2 separate regions of the Mus musculus genome follow, and region 2 is linked to region 1. Evidence: chromatin contacts called from public promoter capture Hi-C data. All regions are on one chromosome and are shown on one strand. The core of a region is the stretch at or near the end of the contact, and the rest is flanking DNA. Distances in the headings are between cores, read along the strand shown. Region 1 overlaps Colgalt2 (collagen beta(1-O)galactosyltransferase 2). Region 2 overlaps Ncf2 (neutrophil cytosolic factor 2).

Region 1 (3,356 bases), core at 833-3,332:
TTACCTAGACTTACAAATAATCAGAGCAGCTAAGCCCATTTGCTACAATTAAATTACTAAATCCAAAAATGAAAGAGCAAGCATCCTATTGACCTTATAGAAGTAAAAACAATTATACCACAAATGTTTGTTCACCAAAATTAAAACAACTTATATTAAGTGGGCAAACTTACACAAAGGTAAAACTACTGAAATTACTTAAACTTAAGAAATTCTGAAGAAGTCTAAAACAAGTAAAGTAGGTTGAGTTAGTAGTCTGAAGTCTTCCACAAAGAAAAGCCTAGAGCCAAATGTTTAAAGAAGAGTTCGTATAAATTCCTAATAGCCTTTAAAAAAGAGAAAGAGGAGGGAACCAATCCCAAAAGATTCTATGAAGCCAGTAGTATCTGAAGTGAAACTAGAAAACTGCAGGCCAATATTCCTATTAACACAGATGCAGAATTGTAAAGAAAACACTAGTAGATAGAATCCCGCAACACAGGCGAGGGGGTATACAGCAGGACCAGGTAAACTTGTTTTCCAGCATTATAAGTGCAGTTTAACCTGTGAAGATCTATAAAATCAATGCACCATGTTGACAGAAAAGAAGCTATGTGTTCATCCCAATGGAAGATGCATTTGACAAACTTTCATGTTAAAAAATAAGAAAACAGTAATAAAAAAAAAGGTCTACACCACCAGCTTGATAAAACTGTACCTCGAGCATAACTTAACAGAGAAAATCTAAATAAATGCTTTCTCTCTGAGATCAGGAAAAGACAAAAGCTCTGCTTTCATCATGCCCTTTGAATGTTGTGTTCAAGGTAATAGCCAGGCTGGGTCATAAGGCAAGACAGGGAAATAAGTGCTATCTAAATTGCAAAAGAGGAAATAATGCTTCCTCCAATTATAAATGACAAGATCTTGCCTACAGAAGAACCAAAGCAATGCATGTACACACACACACACACACACACACACACACACACACACACACGCACTCACCACACAACTAAAATTGATAACTAGGGCTGCAGAATATATGATCAGTATACAACAACCTATAGTATCTTTACACATTGGCAATAAATACTAAAAACAATAAATTAAGGAAATAATTCTATTACCATGGTATCAACAAATGCCAAAGAATAAATTTAACAAAAGACTTAAAACTAAAAGCAACAAAGCCTCAGTCAAACAATTGATGTAAGTGAAGTGACTTGTTATGATTCCTGGCACTTCTTCAACTGACCTGTAGTTCAGTGCAGCTCCTATCAACACCCAAGCTGGTGTGTGTGTGCGTGTGAGGGTGTGTGTGTGTTTAAATCTATGTGTAAACTGACAATATAATAGTAATGTTCACAGGACACCAAGCACCTATGCTAGGCAAACCAGCCTTCCAAACAAGTGACAAAGGTGCAGGACTCATGTCTCCTTATACAGTAAAGCCACTGCCATTAAGTCAATGTGCTACTGACATAAGGATAGATCTATAAATTAACTTAATGAAACTAAGAGGTCGGGGGCATTCTCTTACATTTATGGTCAACTGATTTTTGACAAAGGTTCCCAGAATTCAGAGGGCAAAGTGTAGTTTTCAAATAAGTGGTACAGGGGAAGCCAGATGACCTATTTGAAAATGAGAGGGGAATCCCAAACACTTAGCTCAACATAGACCAAAGGCTTAGAGACATACCTGTAAATCCCAGCACTCTGGAGGCCGAGGCAGGAGAATTACAAGTTCAAGGCTAGCCTGGGTTATAGTCAGTTCTAGGTATGTGTGATTTTACTGTCACATCTCCAGGGAAAATGGCCCCTGTGGTCAGACCAGGAGGAATCTAGATGTCTCACACCACAGGACATATAGACCTTTATCTGTTATCTGTTTGTTTGTTTTCTGCAGACCTGAACATGGTTTCAAACACATTCCCTCTATTACATGAGAAACCACCACAGCTCTGAGGGTGGCCAGAGACTGGAGGATCAGGTCCCCTCCGTGGTCAGAACCTCAGAGGTCCCTCCCTCCAGGACTCCTTCTTAGTCGGACAAGGCTCCAACCACACCTGCAAGGGGGCGGGCAGAGGAGTGACTCACTTCCCATCCACGGCCTCGACAATCTTGACCTCGATCTCCTGTTCGTAGAGTGTGCGCAGCATCCTGTCCCGCCTGTCCTTCCTGCGTTTGAGGTTGATCATGAAAATCTAATGCAGGATACAAAAGGGCAAAGAAACACGAGTGGCTGGGAGTTATTTTGGGTTGGTTGAAAAGCTTAGCAAAACGGATGTGAGGACCAGAGGGGTAAGGGATGGGAAGAAAGCTATGGCTTTGTCTTCCTTATTGGGTTCACGGGCGAGGACCTATTTATCAGAACTAAGCTGCTTTCTAGATATAACCATCAGCAATGGCCTAACCTGATAGTCACCGATGGTCACGTTCTCTATTGTCTTGAGCAAATAAAGTTCAAAAAATGATCACCCCAAAGGCCAAAGGTGAATTAAAATGCACATACACAGCTCAGAAGGGGAGCTGTGTTTTGCTAAATGGCTTAATCAAGCCAAATGACTAAATGCATCCACGTACTTCAGGTTTAATACTGCCGCTTGCTGTTTGCCTAAGGCCTGTTGCTTCCATGTCTCAGTCTCCTCATCCTGGAATGGGGACCACTGTGGCTCTACTGCACAAGTACTATGCTTGGTATCGTCACAATTCACACCCACTAGGTAAGCTTTACAGCTTTCAAAAACTAAGAAAGATCCGAGTCTTCATGTGTTCAGAATGAATGTCAAGATCTCCGTCTCACAAGCTTTTTTTTTTTTTTTGCCAGAATTCTTCAACCCCTAAATCTAAAAGGATAAAGGCATTGAAGAAAAGGGCCCAGTTCCCTGGTTGTTACCCTTGACCGAGGAGAGAGTAGCATAAAACATGATTTCGGTATGAGATTTTTTTTTTGAGTGCTCAACAGAGGGCACCTGCTGGCTTGTGAATACAGATGGATGTGCATTCGGGCTTTCTGAGCGAGGGCCAAGTCTGCCTGTACCCTTTACCCTGGCCTGAAATGCCTAGATGATAGCAGTACTAACATATAGACATCATAAGGCAACTAAAGCCTCATGAAGACTGCTGTAGGGAAATTAGCGTTTTATGTATGTATGTATGTATGTATGTATTTATTTATTCATTTATTTATTTAGTGTGTATAGTGTAACTGCATTGCTGTGAGTGTCGAGAAGGTCAGAGGACAATTGACAATCTTCTAGCTTGACAGCAAGTGCTTTCAGCCACCAGACTGTCTTACCAGTGCATAAGTTAGCTTTTGAATAAAGGCCTCTGGCTGCAAGCACTGATGAGCTGATTTTGAATATTAAACTATTGGG
Region 2 (3,254 bases), core at 137-2,636, 310 kb before region 1:
AGGGAACTCCACAGAGTCGTCCTTTGATTGACACATGTGCGTCATGACATACGTAGCCACCCCCACCCACATCACACACGCACATGTACACACACACACACCTAAGCAATCAAGAGGCCTGCTGGTCATGTTGAACACCTCTGATCCCAGCACTTGGGAAGCAGAGGCAGGCGGATCTCTGTGAGTTCAAAACCAGCCTGATCTGTAGACTGTGTTTTAGGATAACCAGGTCTCCACAGAGAAAAATCAAAATAAAATAAAGAGAATCGAGCATGTTCAACTCCGGGCCAGAGAAAAAGTATTTTAAAAAGATGCTGATCGGGAGGCAGAGGCAGGCGGATTTCTGAGTTTGAGGCCAGCCTGGTCTACAAAGTGAGTTCCAGGACAGCCAGGGCTATACAGAGAAACCCTGTCCCAAACAAAACAAAAAACAAAAAAAGATGCTGAAATGCCCTATCCCATACCCTTGGTGAACTTCATGACTTAATTACAGTGTGAGTTTCCTCAACTAGCCTCAGAATTCTTAAAGAAGAACCCTGCCTTGTTGATCAGACTTGTTCTTTGAGCAGGCCAAACTGATAGGATGTTGCGTAAGTTCCTGGAAGCCATAATAGGCATTTTACAACTGGATACAAGGGTTTATGGTGCAGAGAAACTTTATCCAGGAGGCGAGGTAAAAGAAAACACAAATGAAGAAGTCTTCACAAAGGGTTAAAAGATGATCTTGGGTAATAAGGAGATCTCATAAAGAGCAGAGCCCCACCCATGGGTGGCTCTGAAAACCTGCCCTGGGAGCTTTTAAAACTGCCTGCCAGGCCAGGGGCAATTAGTTGGGGCCTCTGAGGTTGTTCTGGAAGGCTTTTGTTCCTTTCCGGCTCTGGGGGATGAGGTTTCCAGAGGCGGAAAGGCTATAATTACAGGGGCCCCTCAACTCACCTGCTCGGCTGCCTGCAAGTTTTCCAGGATAGTGTTCACGCAGCCTATGTTGAAGCAAATCCTCGAGTGGGGGTCCTGCACCTCGCTGAAGGCCTCCAGGGCACCCTTCCAGTCCTTCTTGTCGGCTGCGAGCACCCCTTCATTCCAGAGTCTGATGGCCTCAGCCAGGGACATGGTTAGGTGCTTACCAGAAGGCAGGATGGTAGTTCAAGGTGTCTCTCTCAGAGCTGCCGGGTAGGCGCTCCAGGCTTCAAGGTCCCAGCCTAGCGCGCAGAATGGGGTCTAGCCTCCCTTTGGGCGACTTCGTAGCGTCAGGAAGTTTCCCCATCGTTCAGGAACTGACGCATAAACTAGCATGAGAGAGAAAAGGAAGGAGAGAAGAGGGCTGGAGGAGGCTGGCTGGGAAAGAGGAAGTACATCAGAGCAGCCTGCCGTGGGCTGGTCAGTTCCTCTAAGAGCTTCTTCTATGTCCTGGGCACCTCCTACATGTCTGCTTCCCACACCCTCTGTGGGAGCCTCAGGTCAGGGGGACCTCAGCAGGTCTGGGCCTGGTCCTGTACTTGACTCTTTTTCACCCTTGGAAGACTTGCTAGCTCTGGTCCTCTCAGGCTCTGGGTCTAGGGATGTAACCCAGGCTTGTCTGAACTCCCAGTACTCCGGCCTCAGACTTTGAATTTCTGGAGTGATAGATGTGCAGCCACTACACTGACTGTTTTGTTTTTAAATCTGTGGGTGGGGAGGAAGCATGCTACATATTTCTGAGACAGGATGGAGAATCTTCAGTGTCCATTCAGGTCTGAGCTTACTTCAAGGGAATTCATGAGGGTCCAGTTTCTTGTAGATATCCAAATTGGGCGGCAGACATGACAGCAATTACCATCGCTCTGTCTGTCTGTGAGAAGCTGAAGACATGACTCCTCGTGTTGATGACTAATGAGTTCACTAGTCTCTGTAAACACAGATTTAGGATTTCTTTACTTACTGCCCTGGTAATGTCAAAGTTAATTTAAAAAACAAACAACAGACAGACAGATAATAACAACAACAAAACTTTTCTGAGGAAAAGCAAGGTTGTGTGTCTAAATGATGAAATCTGCTGAAGTCTGGACTTCTTGGTAGGCAAAATATAGTTGATGAGGGCCAAATACATGAGTATTTCTATGTCTGGTTTTGAGGCACCTGGAAGAACTCAACACAGAGTTTGTAAGGTAGGAGGACTGAGAAGAAGAAAGAGGAGGAGGAGCAGGAAGAAGAAGAGGAGGAGGAGGAGGAGGAGGAAGGTGCTATTGCATAGCCTCTACCCTGACTTTGGCAGGCCTTCCTATCTCACTTCTTTGCCTGGTAATCTCCTCACCCTTCCAGGCTCATTCATCCAGTCTCCTATGTCCCTACTGTGCGACAGTCCACTCCGCACTCTACATTACGGAGAGAGTATTGTCCCTTTGTCTCACCTCCTCCGAAATAATGACCGAATTTCCTCTCAACCTGCTTACTTCTTAGGTCCCTTGAAATTTGGGACAGTGTCTTTAAGTCTCAGATCCTTGACACTGATTCTTAAGAAATGATTGAAGGAGTTAGAGTCTAGCCTGATGGCGGAGGCCTGCCACCCTGGCTATTTTAAGATGCTAAGACCAAAAGATCCCAAATTCAAGACCTGCCTTGGGCAATCTAGTAAGATTCTGTCTTAATATAAAAAATTGAGTAGTTCAGAGCTAGAGGTCTTATCCAGCATGCATGCTGAGAAATGACCCACAGGTAATAGCCACATCTGTGACTTTGACCAATGAATGAACAGAACTTGACCAGTACAGTGATTACTCTCAGGGAAATCAAGTAGACTTGTAGCCAAACAAGGCTTTTTATAAGCAATGTTGTGATCTTCCTCCTCTTCCTCCTCCTCCTTAGCAGCAGCGGCAGCGGCAGCAGCAGCATCCTAGCCTGACATTTAAACTTCCAAGTGATTTCCTTGGCTTCTCAGTTTCTACATCTGTGCAGGCTTCTACTGGCTGGCTCCTGCTGCCAGCTACACTCTCAGATCTGTGCATGAGACTTACCCAACCTAGCCTTCAGAGCTAGCTCATCTAGCTTCTCCCAGTTGGCCTGAAGGGCTCACGTGCTGCAGCCCATGACCTCGTCTTCTTTCCCAAGTCCAGCAGTCACCTCCCGTAAGACAGTCATTCTCCACCCATGCAGTTACATATGCTCTTGTGTCTTTACCCCAGGACAGACCTCAAACCTCCAGGCAGATGTTGAGGGTGGGGACAACCTACTCTCTGTCCTTAGGGTATCAGCAATCAAGTTGGAGTCAGTTCTGTCCA

What was found. Capture Hi-C pulls out chosen DNA fragments and counts their contacts.
Region 2: a contact with region 1 is called in a promoter capture Hi-C map of adipose tissue. The contact joins two enhancer-like sites. A contact is called at or near these places in 3 of 39 promoter capture datasets (the 3T3-L1 cell line, cranial neural crest and pre-B cells), 1 of 484 Hi-C or Micro-C datasets (nephron progenitors), 1 of 115 datasets of contacts at active chromatin or transcription factors (microglia) and 3 of 9 other capture datasets (adipose tissue, liver and pancreatic islet).

What each region holds. Positions count from the first base shown.
Region 1 is chr1:152,498,732-152,502,087 of GRCm38.p6, reverse strand. It overlaps Colgalt2 (collagen beta(1-O)galactosyltransferase 2), which reads right to left. Exons shown (of 12, transcript NM_177756.4): 8 at 2,077-2,183. Among named protein-coding and RNA genes, the nearest start is that of Gm51749, 40 kb to the left of the region's middle. Within about 2 kb of position 2,082, at least 11 of the 459 cell types and tissues checked have an H3K27ac peak or open chromatin away from gene starts, as enhancers often do. A contact at or near this core is called in adipose tissue, where this site is marked.
Region 2 is chr1:152,805,888-152,809,141 of GRCm38.p6, reverse strand. Ncf2 (neutrophil cytosolic factor 2) reads right to left here. Exons shown (of 16, transcript NM_010877.5): 2 at 937-1,885. The coding sequence starts at 1,110. Among named protein-coding and RNA genes, the nearest start is that of Ncf2, 7.4 kb to the right of the region's middle. Within about 2 kb of position 1,386, at least 127 of the 459 cell types and tissues checked have an H3K27ac peak or open chromatin away from gene starts, as enhancers often do. A contact at or near this core is called in adipose tissue, where this site is marked.